Linked DNA regions of Mus musculus: region 2 is linked to region 1. A link is a contact called in public promoter capture Hi-C data. All regions are on one chromosome and are shown on one strand. Each heading gives the region's core, a stretch centred on a gene start, on an enhancer-like site or on the middle of the called end of the contact. The rest is flanking DNA. Distances are from core to core; before and after follow the strand shown.

Region 1 (7,952 bases), core at 1,762-4,261:
ATGCACATTCATAATAGTGCCAGTTGGAGCTTGGATGTAGGGAACAGAACATGGGTTCTCTTGAAGAGCAACAAATGCTCTTAACCCCTGAGCCATCCCTTCAGCCTTTTAACAGATTCTCCCCAAATAGCTACAGGGCATCCCATGACTGTTCTATTCCATTTTCAGCTCTCAGGTAAATGACACAGAGATCTGGTATTTTTATTAACAACCTTCTGCTACTGTGCTGGACAGGTTACTCTGACCCTCTAAGGCTGCCTGCTTTCCAGCCACATGGTCCTTTTCCTTCCATCTGAGCCTTACCCTGCTCACTCTGCCCCGCGTGTGTCCTCATGGTGAATCCTCCTGGTCCCTCCACATGGCCTCTCCACATCTTCCTCTCCTCTCTTCCCCCCACGCCCCTTGGGACTCAGATGTCCCACCTCCTCTGTCCTCTCCAGCCCAGCCAACGAGCTGATCAGCTCTTTTATTAACCAATCAGAGATGATAGAAAACAACTTTTACGTAACAGTGAGACCAGAGATGCTGGACCATGCCATACTCCCAACTGCAACTAGATGTGTGGGCATAGAAATATTGAAATCAGCATCTGAACATACAGAGCACAAAACCACACCCCAACATCCAGATAGAGTGATTCCCCCCACTGTAAACTGAAAATGCTCTGAATGCCTCTAACACAGAGAACTTCCTCATTCACCTTAGAGCATGGGTTGTTTCCCTCATGATGCCAGGGCTAACTGGAGCTGTGGCTCATGCTGCTGCCCAGTATCAAAAGAGAAAAACTGGCAGCTCTTCCACAGGACATCAGTTCAATTCCTAGCACCCACTTGTATGGCTCACCCTTAAGTTGAAATCCTCAACTTGACCCCTGCCCCGACATGGTTCAGCAAATTCCATTTCTTCTCTCTCCCTCCAACCCCACCCACTCAGAAAACCTCTGAGCAGATAAACACCAGAAAGGTCCAGTCCAGCATTCCTGACAGGTGCCAAGTCGCCCTGAACACCACCTACCCTGTCCTCAACCCCAATCGGCGCCCACACCATAATCTGCCTCCAACCTCTTCTGGTGTTTCGAGCCCTGTGACTGGTGAAGTCATTAAGGGGCCTGTCCCCAAATAAACCTGCCTTTTTACTCTTAATTTTGCTGAACTGGCTTTTTTTTTTTTTTTTTTTTTTTTTTTTTTCTGAGACAGGATTTCTCTGTATAGCCCTGGCTGTCCTGGAACTCACTTTGTAGACTCAGAAATCCGCCTGCCTCTGCCTCCCGAGTGCTTGGACTAAAGGTGTGCGCCACCACGCCCGGTGTGAACTGGCTTATTTCTTTGGTGGAGAAAAACTTATCACTCAGTGTGTAATTACAGTTCCAGGAGAATTGATGCCCTCTTGTGCCCTCCAAGGGCACTAAGCTTTCATGTAGCACACATATACATAAAATAACAATTAAAAACTACAAAAACCTGAGCATTGTTGCTTACATTTAGAACTGCAGCACTCAGAGGCTGAAGCGGGAGGATCTTTGTGAGGTAAGAGGCTAGCTCAGGTGCAAAATCTTGGTAAAAGGGGAGGGAGAGAATGAGAGCACACTCATGCCGGACAGATGGTTCAGTGGTGAAGAGCACCTGCTGTTGCGAAGATCCAAGTTCAGTCGTCGGGAGCCTAGGGATCCTACAAAGTACCGCCTCACACAAGAGATGCATTGGGAAAGATACAAGAAAAAGATCGTCTCTACCCAGGCAAAAAGCAGCAAGGAACCACATACGAGGCAAGCATAATATAGAATGGGATTGGCGGGGCACTTTCCAGGGTAGTTTTTGATTGGTGGGATTTTATGGTCTGATCTTGGGCAAACTCCTGGATTGGTGGAATTTTGTGACCTGCTCTAGGAGCAAGCTCAGTGATTGGTGGAATTCTGTGGCATGTTTTTAGGGTAAACTCAGTGATTGGTGGAATTCTATAGTCTGATTTTTTTGGGACAAACTCAGGGATTGGTAGGATTTTGAAGCCTAATACAGGATTTTTTTTTCCTTCCTGCCGGGTGGGGCTTGACTACCTGTATATGCAGGCGCTGGAAACCTGGCCACTCAAGGAACTTAATTGTAAAGATGCTGGGTTTTGTTTCACACAAGCCAAGTTCAGGTGGGAAATGAGCATTTGGTAGAGGAGACTGGCAGGAAAATACTATCAAGTAAGCTTAATTGCAGAGACCTTGGGAGCAGACTGCTTTGAGCAACTTTGGAACAAATGGGGAAAAACATATTGGGTCTGACCTGGGCGGCGTATGACATTATTCTTGTAATGGCGATAGAGCATGATTCACTGTAACCATTCAAGTTTTCAGAATTAGATTTCCCAGCCAATGCTCGGAGAAATGACTTACAGAGAATATTCTTGTGCAGAACACCTTTGAAAATTAAGAATATCACAGTCTGCCGGGCAGTGGTGGCACACGCCTTTAACCCCAGCACTTGGGAGGCAGAGCCAGGCGGATTTCTGATTTCGAGGCCAGACTGGTCTACAAAGTGAGCTCCAGGACCCTTCCTCGAAAAACCAAAAAAAAAAAAAGAATATCACAGTGACTTAGACCCCTGCAGGTCTCAGGGAAGCTGGAGGGGCTGCTTAATACACCTCTCTAGCTTTCCTCAGAGGTCCTCATTTCTTCAGGAGTAGATTTTTTTTTTCCCATGTGTAAAATGCCAATAATCTCACACCACAAAGCATCGACGTGAGGATTCGGTGAGGTCATTAGCACAAAGCACGGGGTCACAGTGTGCGCCCTGAAATTACCAGTTCTGCGTTGTTACGCTAAACTGGGTCTTTGTCAACGCCTGAAAGTGTGCGATCTGAGGTCCTAACTGGCGTGCATTCTTTCTCGTTCTTTCACAAGCTGCCGGGTTTTCTGCGGGTGCGTGGGAGGTGGGGGCCCGGAGTGAATATTCCGCGCAGCCGCAGAACGGATTGCAATAGCGCCTACTGCCTCTAGGGGAACCGGGAGCTCCTAGGTCGCCCCGCCCCGTCCGGCCCGGAAGGGTCAGGGGTCAGTGGGTGGTGACGAGCCGCCGCTGTGTGGGTGTTCCCGGGTCCTGGGTCTATGGCGCCACCGCAGCGATGTCCTCTGTGTCGGCAAACTTTCTTCTGTGGTCGCGGTCACGTCTACAGCCACAAGCACCAGCGGCAGTTGAAGGGGGCTCTGGAGCGGCTTCTACCGCAGGTGCGGACCCGGGGCTGGGGAGGCCAGGAATGTGGGCTGGTTTCAGGGTCCTAGCTGGCTTCTGTCCTGCAGGTGGAGGCCGCCCGCCGGGCCGTCCGCGCCGCCCAGGTGGAGCGCTATGTCCCCGAGCACGATCGGTGCTGTTGGTGCCCGTGCTGTGGCTGCGAAGTGCGAAAACACCTGAGCCATGGCAACCTGACAGTGCTACACGGGGGTCTGCTGGAACATCTGGCCAGGTGACAACTGGAAAACACCCACCTCCCCCGTACAGACAGAGAGTTGTACACACGTGTGGCATGGGAAGTTGAAATTGGGGAGAAGGAAGGTCGACTTTGTGACTTAGTTGGGTTATGGACTGAACTACCTGGCCAACCGTGGAGTTTAGTGGATCTTAGCCCTTCCACGGTCCCAGTGGTGTGGGTGATCTTTCTAGAAAAGCCAGGTTGCTCTCCTCTCACCACCACCACACACTTTATTGGAAGAAAGGAGTCCCAAGATAGAGGTCTTGAAGAGGTTGGTATAAACAATCCTCTTCTCTCTGCCAAGCCCACAGAAGCAACCCAATGGCCAATCTGCATTACTTACCTAGTGCTCTGACATTCGGTACAGTTTTACTCTCTTAATGACTAGCTACGATTACTCTTTCTCTCCATTCTCAGCCCAGAGCACAAGAAAGCCACCAACAAATTCTGGTGGGAGAACAAGGCCAATGCCCAGATGAAAGAGAAGTTTCTGATCTCCCCCCAGGATTATGCACGGTGAGTTACGTGTTCGTGAGTTATCCAGGTCTTTGTCAGGCACAAGAGCTTCTTTTTTTTTTTTTTAAAGTGGTTTTTTTTATGCCATTCTTTTTTTTTTTTTTTTTTTTTTTTAGATTTATTTATTTATTTATTTATTATATGTAAGTACACTGTAGCTGTCTTCAGACACTCCAGAAGAGGGAGTCAGATCTCGTTACGGATGGTTGTGAGCCAACATGTGGTTGCTGGGATTTGAACTCCGGACCTTCGGAAGAGCAGTCGGGTGAGCCATCTCACCAGCCCCACGAGAGCTTCTTTAAATTGGGGAGTTCTGAGGGAGTGTGATGGTCCACATATGTAACCCCAGGACTAGGGAAGCAAAGAATGGATCCTTGAGCAGCCAAAGCCAGTTGAGGCTACAGACAGAACCTTATCTCAAAACAAGAACTAATTGGGGAAACTCAACTCCAGTGTGTTGGTGACCATTTATAGCTCTAGTACCCAGCTGAACCAGGTTAAGGTCCAGGCCAGCACATGTGGTTATGTTTCAGAACACCAAAAATAAGTAAATGTATTGCAAAGTCCAGCAGGGATTTCCTTATAATCTACTGCTATCTAGTGTTTTCATGGTACTTTTTATCAATATACCCTCCAACTTCTGTAGTGAACAGAGCACACTAAAGATGTGATGGCTGGGTTATGGCGCTGTAGGCCTCTAGTCCCAGGTGTTTAGAAGGCTGAGGCAGGAGGACTGCTAGGCTCAGAGGTCAAGAGGGCGTATGATCCTGCATAACTGGAGTCACAGAATGTTGTGAGTGTCCATATGGATGCGTAAATATAGGTGTTTAAAGATCAGCTAGTGCACTGCACCTCTGAGCCGTTTCTCCAGCCTCCATCATAGGATTTTTGATTAGTGAATAAAGATAGATAAAAACTTACTATTGAGGGTAATGAATTGCTGTTTGTTTGGTTAGTTGGTTTTGTGTTTGTTTGTTTGTTTGTTTTTTGAGGCAGGGTCTCTTTGTATCGTCCTGGCTTTCTCTGTAGATCAGGCTGGCCTTGAACTCACAGAGATTTGCCTGCCTCTGCCTCCTGAGTGCTGGGACTAAAGTCGAGTACTACCACATTTGACTCCTCCTTCTAAGTAAGGGAAAGAAAAGGCAAGGTGTGAAAAAGCATACAAGTGCCCTGAACCAAGACAGGATTGCCTAGCTCTGTTTTGAGACAGGATCTCATTATATAATCCATGCTAGCTTCAATCTTAATATCTTCCACTTTCTCAGTGGGGGTATTAGTTAAGCCTTTCTGTGTAGGAATGTCTTGCCTGAATTGTATGTATATATGCCATACGCATGTAGTGCCTGCAGAGGCCAGAAGAGGATGTCACATGCCCTAGAACTGGAGTTACACAGTTGTGAGCCACCATTTGGGTGCTAAAAACCAAAACCAGGTCCTCTCCAAGAATATCAAGTGTTCTTAACCTCTGAGCCATCTCTCCAGCCATTATTTTTTTATTTTTTTTAATTTATTTTTTTATTAGGTATTTTCCTCATTTACATTTCCCAATGCTATCCCAAAAGTCCCCCATACTCACCCCCCCACTCCTCTACCCACCCACTCCCCCTTTTTGGCCCTGGCGTTCCTGTGTACTGGGGCATATAAAGTTTGCAAGTCCAATGGGCCTCTCTTTCCAGTGATGGCCAACTAGGCCATCTTTTGATACATATGCAGCTAGAGTCAAGAGCTCCGGGGTACTGGTTAGTTCATATTGTTGTTCCACCTATAGGGTTGCAGTTCCCTTTAGCTCCTTGGGTACTTTCTCTAGCTCCTCCATTGGGGGCCCTGTGATCCATTATTTTTTATTTTTAATAATTGGGGTATTGTGTGTGAGTTCTCGTGTCCTTGGGAGACCAGAGGTGGTAGTTTCCTGGATCTGGAGTTACAGGCAGCTGTGTTACACCACAGCCTCACATGTGTTGGAAACTGAACTTGGGTTGAATGCAAGAGTAGTATGTGTTTTTAATTTCTGAGCCTTCTCTCCAAGCCAATAGTGGTATTTTTCTTTCTGAGATTGATTATTGGGTGTGTGTATTTGTGTGTTTCCATGTCTGTGTTGGGTATATGCCTCTGAGTACTACTCTACAAGATGGTCAGCAGCATCAAATCCCTCTGGAGTTGGAGTCAGGTTGTTGTCAGCTGCTCAACATGGATGCTGAAAGCTGAACTTGAGTCCACTGGAAGAGTCGGATGTACTTTTTTTTTTGATTTTGTGTGTATGGGGTTTACCTGTGTGTGTGTGTGTGTACACCATTTGTATGTCTGATGCCCTCTAAAACTAGAAGGCATTAGATCCCCAGGAACTAGAGTTACCGTCTCTATGAGACAGGATGTGGATGTGAGGAATCAATCCTGAGTTCTCTAGCATAGCAGCCAGTGCTCTTAACCCTGAGATCTCTTCCCAGCCCTACGTTTTAAGTATTGTAGTATAAAACGAATACAAATATGTTGTTGGGGTCCAGAGCTTTCACTGTGGCAGAAGGCATATACACGTAATAGGAAAATAGCCTTTAAGTATAAAGGTAAAGTGGCCAAGAATACCATCAGTGAGCCAGGCTTGCTGGCTCACACCTTTGATCCCAACACTTATGAGGCAGAGCAAACAGATATCTGTGAGTTCAAGGCCAGCCTGATCTACAAAGTGAGTTCCAGGACAGCTAGGGCTACACAGAGACACCCTGTCTTGAAAATCCAAAAGAAAGAAAAAAAAAAAGTGGCATTGGTACCAGGGTAGGTGCTGGCACTTCACCAGCAGTGTAATATTCCTTTCAGAAACTTTACATGAGCTTGGCATAGTGGCACAGCCATTGATCCTGGCAAATTGACCTCTGAGTACCAGGACAGCCAGGTCTACAGGGGCTAAGGATAAGATCCGTGATTAAAAGAACTTGCTACTCTTGCAGAAGACTTGAGTTCAGTTTCCAGTGGATACTGAACCCATTGTGCAGCTCACAATCAGCCGTAACTCCAGCTCTAAGTGATCAACACCCTCTTCTGGTCTCCAAGGAAACTAGAAATGCATGCAGGCAAGATAACCATTAAAAATTTAAGAAGAAAATAAATGAAGAATAGTGGAGCAATGTGACAGTGACAGGTATCCCCAGGTGAGAGGCAAGGTGCTCCACTTTACCAGTTTTGTTTCTGTGAGTTGAAAATTCTCAGTTTTCTGAGCTGAGCATGGTGATTCATTCCTGTATTCTCAGCACTCAGTGGCTGAGGTGGGAGTTCTGTGCTGGCGGAATGTACAATCAATCAATCAGTCAGTCAATTCATATTGTCTCTTTTTTCCCCCTCATAATTAAAAACTATCTACTGAAGTGTTCTTTACAACTAGTAGGGCTGGAGTTCTAAGTGGATTTATCTCTTTTTAGTTATCTTTATAATTCCTGTATTTTTAGGTTTAAGAAGTCCATGGTGAAGGGCTTGGATTCCTATGAGGAAAAGGAGGACGAGGTGATTAAAGAGGTAGGAAGAAAGGCCTCTGAGAGACCTTGCCCCATAACCCTGAGCCCTTCTAAGCATTTTCTCTCTTCTACAGATGGCAGCTCAGATCCGTGAGGTAGAACAGAGTCGGCAGGAAGTGGTCCGATCTGTCTTAGAGGTTGGTTTCCCTCGGAGGACCCAGCGCAGTATCCAAATCCACTGATGCCTGGCTTCCCCCATCAAGCATTTCAAGTCAGCTCTTCTCAGAGAACTAACGGTTCACACCACCATGTCCACTGGGGGCAGGTCCAGAGATGTGGGCAGGGCTGGGGGTTGGCAAAATGGGCAGTACCTTTTCATAAGACACTGAGTCTGGAGTGTGGGGACATGGCCCAGGCAGGCTCGGAAGCACTTTAGACACATTTATTTTTCCTGAATCAAACTCAGCCTCAGGCAGAGTCAGATCCAGAAGAGGGCTCTTCAGCACCTGAAAGTTGGAAAGCGACCAACGGGTAAGTCCT
Region 2 (7,952 bases), core at 2,348-4,847, 120 kb before region 1:
GAAGGCAGAAGGATCGGAACTTCAAAAGTTCAAAGTCACCCATAGCTAGAGAGTTTGAGGCCCACATCTGCACATCTGGAAGTCAGGAGTCGTTGTCCAACCACAGATTCCCTGCTCAGGAGAGGAGGAAACAAGAATAAGGGGTTGAATCTGGCCTGACCCACCAGCCTTGGAAGAACATGGGAGGAGGCATGAGGCTTCCACCCTGTTTAAAGTCACAGAGTGCTTTTAAAGAGCAGAGTTCTGCTGGGCACGGTGGCCCATGCCTTTAAGTCTAGCACTTGGGAAGTAAAGGCAAGCAGATCTCTGTGAGGTAGGGGGCCAGCCTGCTCTACAGAATAAGCTCCAGACTAGCCAGAGCTACATAGTGAGAACCTGTCTCAACAACAACAATAATAAATATTAATAAAACAAAAGATAAGGCCTCAGGCTAATGATATGGCTAGTAGATGTGGGTCAAAGGCACTTGCCACCTAGCCTAGCAACCCAAGTTTACTCTCCTAAGGTAGAACGGGCTCCACAAATTGACCAATGACTTTCACATGCACAAGATAACACATGTGACCTCACCCCACATACACACACATAAGTATAATGAAAAAAAAAAAGTTTAGCTGGCCAGTAGTGGCTCATACCTTTAATCCCAGCACTCAGGAAGCAGAGGCAGGCAGATCTCCGAGTTCAAGGTCAGCCTGGTCTACAGAGTGAGTTCCAAGACAGCCAGAGCTACACAGAGAAACCCTGTCTCAAAACACTGCCAGAACAAAGTTGGGGGGGGGGGGTAAGAGAAGAAAAGGAAAAGCAAGAAGAGGGTTTCTACCACAGCCCTGCCAGCAGTGTTAACAGATTGCTTTCCTTAAGACCCAGTTTCTCTACCTGGAAAAAGTGTGCATTTGAAAGAGCACACCCCTGTAGTATGGGGTCTAAGCTCATGACACTTGAAGTGGCTATCAGTTCAAATCCCAGCTCTGCTGTGTGGCCATTGCCAGGGTTCCTAAAAATCCCATCATACCTCAGTGTTGTCACTTGTAAAGTGGTGATGACAAGACACAGAGTCGTCAGGAGGACTTGGTGAATCTACATTATCCATCACCTCTGACCCCTGGTGTGCCCTGGAACACAAGCCTTGCTCTCTTCTCAGCCTAGAATCACTTCATCAACTTGAAATCCTGTACATGTGCTGGCCAGGGCTCATGGTCAAGGAGCTCTCTGTTCCCACGTCCAGCTTCTAGACAGTCTGCTCCACTCAGTCTATCTAGAGCCTCGCAGGACAAATGCTGACTCATGTTCCTCTTTAAACCTGCCCTTCCCAAGGTCTCCCCATCTCACCGCTACCTCACTCAAGGGCAGTCCGACCCTCCCAGGTACCTCCCAGGTACCCAAGGTCAGTGTTCTTGCACCCTTCCAAAGTTCTCTGCTCTGCCTTCTCAAGTACCACAGTTGTATGTCTACTACTGTGATAAAGTACCCTGAACCACAGCAAGCATCATGCATCCCTGTAAATGCAAGGGCTTTCCTGACGGCCAGCTTGTCCCCTCCCACACTTCATCTTGTGTTACTTCTTTCTATTCTTTTTTTCTGAGATGAAGTCTTACGGTATAGCCCTGCCTAGCCTGTAACTCACTACATAGACCAGGCTGGACTCCAACTCACAGAGAGCAACCTGCTTCTTCTTTCCCTGTACTGGAATTAAAGGTATGCTCCCCGTGTTACCTGCTCCACAGATACTAATACCCTTCTATTGTAGGAGTAAATCCAGTACCCTGCCCAGTACATTTGCTCACTGTCTGTCCTTCCCCATCAGAACCCAACTTCACAGGACTCTGGAGACAGGGATCAGGCGTGCTCACAGCTTCCTCCTCAGAGCCTAGACCTGAAAACGAGACCAAAAGGCTCTTCATAATCAATACTGATTAGATATAGCCAGCACATGTTAATTCTAATAATTACTTTAGCATCTTGGAAATAGCAAGAGGAAGAAGGGGATGCTATTAGGCACTGGCATTTCACGGGGAAAACCTCCAGTGTTTATGAGACCATCCTAAGTGAAAAGTGTTCCAAAATTACATGTAACTTAGGATTAGTAACTTACAAGTAGTATAAAGAAGAAAAAAGGTGGGGGGCTGGAGATGGGAATCGGCAGCTAAGAGCACTTGCTGCTTGGTCTTCTGGAGGTCCAGTTCAGCTCCCAGTACTGCTTGTCACATGGTATAATCGTGTGTAACTCCAGCTACAGAGGCTGCGATGCCTCTTGCCCATGTACCTGCACTCACATGCACATAACACCAGCAGACATACAGGTCTACACATACATTTTTTGTTACGTTTTTTGAGACAGGGTTTCTCTGTGTAGCCCTGGCTGTCTGGGAACTCACTCTGTAGACCAGGCTAGCCTCAACTCAGAGATCTGCCTGCCTCTGCCTCCCAAGTGCTGGGATTAAAGGCAAGTGCCACCAGCACCAGGCTCAAAATATTTTTAAATTAATTCATTAAAAAGATAAAAACTACTGCTAAGGCAGTTGTTGCTCTTCCAAAGAAGCCAGGTTCAAGTCCCAGCACCTACATGGAGTTCACAAGCTTCAATCCCAGGGGATCCGACCCCTACATCTCACCTCTTAGAGAACTAGGCACGCAGGTAGTGTGCATAGACATAGGCAAACAACCCATATACATACAGTATAAACAGAATTTAAAGATTAAAATAATAAATGAATAAAATTTTAAAACAATGTATTCTCAGGCTGGAAAGGCAGCTCAGTTGGCTGCTCTTACTAAAGACACAGGTTCAATTTCTAGCACTCACACGAGGCTCACAACTACCTGTAACTCCAGACCAGGGGATCCAACACCCTCTTCTAATCTTCACAGACTCCTGTACACATATAGTACACAGACATGCACGTAAAAATAGACACACAGGCACACACACATAAAAAGCAAATTAGGAAGTGATGAGTTGGCTCAGTGGTTAAAAGCACTGGCTGATCTTCCAGAGGAACTAGTATTTGGTTCCCAGTGTCTACCGGAGACTCACAACCATCTGTAATGTAACTCCTGTCCTGGGGGATCCAAGGCTCCCTTCTGACTTGTCTGGATACTTACACAACATGTGGTGTGCACACACACACACATGCAGGCAAACACTCATGCACATAAAGTAATAAAATAAATCTAAATATTTTTTATTTCAATAACTTTAAAGAAAAATCATGTGTACTCATGATGTAGAATTATATTTTTCAGAAATAATTAAAAGAAGCCATTTGAGCTGGGCAGTGGTGGCACACACCTTTAATTCCAGCACTTGGGAGGCAGAGGCAGGTGGATTTCTGAGTTCCAGATCAGCCTGGTCTACAGAGTGAGTTCCAGGACGGCCAGGGATACACAGAGAAACCCTGTCTCGAAAGACCAAAAAAAAAAAAAAAAAAAAAAAAAAAAAAAAAAAAGCCATTTGAAAAAAATTCTTTCCCTCCCTGGGTTCTAGTTGCTTTTACTTAAACACAAATGTGTAGCTCACAGAGAGGCCTGGTGTGTACCCTGCCCTCAGAAGCTATGACTAAAGTGACACATTCCAGTGCCCTTTGCCAGTTCTGAGAGTAAATTGGTAAGAAGAAGAACACCTGTGCCCTTTGCCCTGTGCCCAGCAGTGCTGTAGGCAGCTGCCATCTGAGACCTCCAGCTGCCTCCCAGGGCCAGTGTGACTGGGGAAAAGCCCGGAGTGAGGCTGGGCTCCCCCAGTGTCCTCTTCTCTCAAATACACAGTACCCACCACTCACTCACAGTTCAGTAATCATGGATCAGAGGGGCCCTCATTAGCTGCTGGGGTCATTTCTGAGGCTTTCTCTTTGATATCTTCCCAACTCAGCCTCCTCAGACAAGAACTCAATTATTTGAGTTTCCCCCCTGCAGTTGACCAGAGCCTGTCTCCAGGACAGCAAGTTCATTTTCTAGGCACTGGGCTGGGTCATGGTGTTCGGTCCATTGTCTTGTTCTCTTCCCCATCCCAAGTCTGGGAAGTCTAAATCATTAAGTGTTTTATGGTGAACTAACTAGGCCCTGTGAGTTGCCCTCCTGTGGAGCTAGCTTCCATGCCTCTCTGGCTCTAGTCTCAGTGGTACCTGCTCTGTGGCAGCTGAAGACCCTGGAGGATTGTGGGATTGCATTGCTGCCTGAAGAATTCTGCCTGTCTTGGTTAGTCTCCTAGGTCCCTTGCTTAAGGGAATGTAGGATTTCAGGCAAGTGTTCTTCCCCCCACAACCAGCCCCCCATGATTGTTAGAGACAGAACCGAGGGCCTCAAGCCTATTGTGGATGTACAACCACTGCTGCAGGAATCGAAGGTTAAAGGCTTATTTCCCACGCTTTTGTTCATCCTTCAACAAACTTTGCTGCATATTGAGTCTGCCTATGAACCTGGCACTGTGAGGGTGGTTAAGCAGCAAGGCAGGGAGATGGCTCATTGGGTGAAGGCACTCGCCACGGAGCCTGTCGGCCTGAGGACCCGTACCGGAGAAAGAAAGAACCGACTCCTGCAAAGCTCCCTCTGACCTCCACCTCCACCTCCACCTCCACCTCCACCTCCACCTCCACCTCCACCTCCACCTCCACCTCCACCTCCACCTCCACCTCCACCATGGCATTCACGCTCTCCCCTCCATGAATAAGCGAATGGAAAACTTCTAAACAATGTTTTCAATAGAGGAGGAAGCATTTGGCAACTCCATACCCATCTCCACAGGAAAGTCAGTGCCTACCCTCCCCCACCGGGGGAGGCCTGCCTGGATAAACCCATGGGCACAGCTGCCCAGCACCCACTAGACACTGTGCACACTCGCAAGCCTCCTTTCCAGGTAGGAGTTATACTGTGTACACACAAGGAAGGGCACAGACACTTGCCAAGCGTCATGGGGTTACTGACCAGCAAAGCTTCCATACAAACCTTCAGTTCCAAGTCCCAACCTTGCTGGGAGCCTCAACATGAGCTTTACAGGCAGGGGCCCTGTACACCAGAACCCCCCCCCCTTTTCTGTCCATCAGTCCATCCATCCACTCGGTCAATCAAAGACGATGATTGGAGCACCTATGGTGTGTAAAACTTTGGGGACAAGAGGGGAAGAATGGGTCACAAACAGCTTTGCCACTAGAGCCTCTCACAACCTAGCAAGAGTGTGTAATTCTTCCATAACGTGAAAATAAGGTAGGGCATGAGAAAATGCTGGAAAAGAACCAGGTCAAGGTGGGGCAGGCGCCTCCTTGACTTTAGAGACTGTGGAGGAAGGCAGGCCCACTGAGGTGGCTTTAAGGTTGTTTAGGCTTTGGACATATGGAGATCTGGAGATTCCAGAAGGAAAGCCTATAAGCAAAGGTCAGAGGTGGGAAGGCTTACAGATACGGGTAGAGGGAAAGCTATTACAGTCCTGGTTGTTAGAAGGGATGGCAGGGCATAAATTTGGAAAAGCACGAGAGACATGCCTATTACCTGGAAAACAGAAGTGATGAATCTAGACTACGTACAGAAGACCTAATAGGCCAGGCCGCAGAGCTGACCACGTCTGTCACTGTTAGTCAAGAGATGTTGACAGGATTTCCTGTTGTGACCCTCTGTGAGGGAAGGCCAGATGGCCCCTCCATTTCTGCTCTCTCCAGATCCCATCTCACTCTGTCAGCAGCCCTGTCCCCCAGTGCTGTGTCATCAGTTGCTCACTTGCAGATGCCTGACCCACACGCACAGGCCCCCATTTGCAGCCCGGAACACTTCCTTCCTGGAGCCGAGGGGCCAAGTCATTTGGAAACCTCTCTCTCATGCGGTGTGATCAGAGTGCAGATAGAGCAGGTGGGGCGCCTCCACAGCTCCCGAAACGAATGCGGTGAGGAGTTTCGCTGGCCTATCACCTCCACCTGGGGCCTGGCTCACTTTCACTGCAGGACAACCACATCAGGAAACGTCTGTCAGCCATTTCCTGCCTTTGCTTCCAGGTCACTTTGTCCCTCTTGCCCTACTCTGGGCCACCCACGGCCTAAGTCTCTAACCACCCGGTCATTGACCGCAGCCTCTCTCATGCTTGTGAAGGCTCTGAGAACCGAAAATGGGAGAGCCAGAGTTTGTGCCCTTGACCTAATCCATGGTAGAAGCTTCGGGAGCCAGGCACGGCAGCTCAAGTTTGCGATCTAAAAAGGAAGCTGAGGCTGAAGAGCCGGGAGATCAAGGAAAGCCTGGGTACACAGCCTAAAAGAACTGTGAGTGAGTCAGTCGGTTAGCTGCCCAGCTCAGCCAAGCACAATGACCCACATCAGAACTAGCCCAGACTCCCTGCTGGCTGGATAGACCTGGGGCTACCAAGGCTGCCTTTCGTCCTAAACAAAATACACTAAGAACTCCCAAACGGCTTCTCTATAGGCTGGGACGATGCACTCGTGTGGCGCAATGAATGTGAGGGGCCTCCCATATGAATCAGTCTCAGGGATCACGGTCCAGTTGTTAGGTCATGAGGATTAAATGCTGTTCTTAGCTTGCTGCCTTCTCTCTTCATAGAACGCGCAGGTTTTTACAACTACATTATGAGTTTCTGTCAGCACTAAGTGCATGGTTTATGTTTAATGCCCATCTCCACGGTGCTGCACGGGCTACGCCTCGTGTGGCTGTGTTTCTCATCACTTCCCCAGCACATAGGTCAGTACCTGGAATGGTCAGGCCCACCGAATAAATCACTGTTATCAAAGGACCTGCCACCCGTCTTCATTGGAGACCTTGTCAGTGGTCTGTTGAAACTGGTATGTAGTCGGTGATTCGTTATCTTGCCTTGATGTCAGCATCGCTGTGAGGGTCTGTAGTGTGGTCTCTGCTGTGTTCCCAGCTGTCCCCTCAGGCCCTCTCAGACCTGCCTTCCTCATCTCCCATCCCTTCTTACACTTCCTCTGCTCCAACTGATGCCTATAGCTCTCTGTCCTCTCACTCAGATGTATGCTACCGTCTGCTGCACGCAGGTCTTCCCTCAGAGTCCTGCCTACCCCTCCTGCTATTCCCAACCTTCTTTTCTTTCTTTAAAAAATTTTCATATAAGAGCCTCACTCTGTGGGCTAGAGTGACATTGTATTCATGGTGATCCTCCTGCCCCAGTCTCTTTAGTTCTTGGATTACAGGTGTGAGCCACCATGCCTAGACCAACCCCCCTTTTAACATATAGTCTCTCTCTGTGTCTGTTTCTCTCTCTTTTTCTCCCTCTGTATGTGTGTGTATATGTGTGTGAGTGTGTAAGTATGTATATGTGGTGTGTATAGATATGTGTATGTAAAAGCAATTTATACCTAGGAAGAATTTCTATTTAAAAAAGAAAGATTCATATACATGATATTTTACACAAACAATACTAAGATGTATTACTCAAATACATTATAAACTAGTAAACTAAGCCTCACAGGTTGTACACACATATCTGTATTGTTAGTGTTGCTGTTATTATTATTGAGACAGGGTCTCTTTATGTAACCCTTGTTATCCTGGATCTTTCTATGTAGACCACACTGGCCCGGAACTCACAGAGATCTGCCTGTCTCTGCCTCCTGAGTACATCTGTATTTTAAGTGTTGTTTTTCCACAGTTTGAGACATATTCAGTCTCCTTTGACTCTGTTTCCCCCACGAGCCTCCTGTATCTTCTCCCTTCCCTCCAAACCCCTTCTTCCCAGTGAATCCCTTTTCTGCTTTCATGTGTGTCTGTGTGTGACTGCACATGCACACATGTGTGAGTGTGTTTAGTTGGGGTTTCTGGCATGAGTGTGGGTGAGGAGTTATTTACCTAAACAAAGGCAACTTAGAGTGTCTAAGTCAGCACTGAGGACTCTAACTCCTCCTTCTCCGGCAGCCATCGCCTGCCTATGGCACCTCCGAGAGGGACAGGCCTCATGAGGTGACACTATCCATGCCATACATGACATATATTCACACATGAGAGGA

Evidence for each region. Promoter capture Hi-C pulls out the DNA fragments that hold promoters and counts their contacts.
Region 2: a contact with region 1 is called in a promoter capture Hi-C map of liver. The contact joins the enhancer-like site here to the promoter of Ccdc84 in region 1. A contact is called at or near these places in 6 of 39 promoter capture datasets (the 3T3-L1 cell line, the HPC-7 cell line, fetal liver and 2 more), 6 of 115 datasets of contacts at active chromatin or transcription factors (bone marrow-derived macrophages, effector CD8 T cells, embryonic hindbrain and 3 more) and 3 of 9 other capture datasets (adipose tissue, liver and pancreatic islet).

Annotation. Positions count from the first base shown.
Region 1 is chr9:44,413,128-44,421,079 of GRCm38.p6, reverse strand. It overlaps Ccdc84 (coiled-coil domain containing 84), which reads left to right and starts at 3,011. Exons shown (of 11, transcript NM_201372.4): 1 at 3,011-3,211; 2 at 3,284-3,447; 3 at 3,871-3,969; 4 at 7,407-7,473; 5 at 7,547-7,609; 6 at 7,879-7,943. The coding sequence starts at 3,092.
Region 2 is chr9:44,535,891-44,543,842 of GRCm38.p6, reverse strand. No RefSeq gene overlaps it. Among named protein-coding and RNA genes, the nearest start is that of Cxcr5, 13 kb to the right of the region's middle. Within about 2 kb of position 3,597, at least 17 of the 459 cell types and tissues checked have an H3K27ac peak or open chromatin away from gene starts, as enhancers often do. A contact at or near this core is called in bone marrow-derived macrophages and liver, where this site is marked.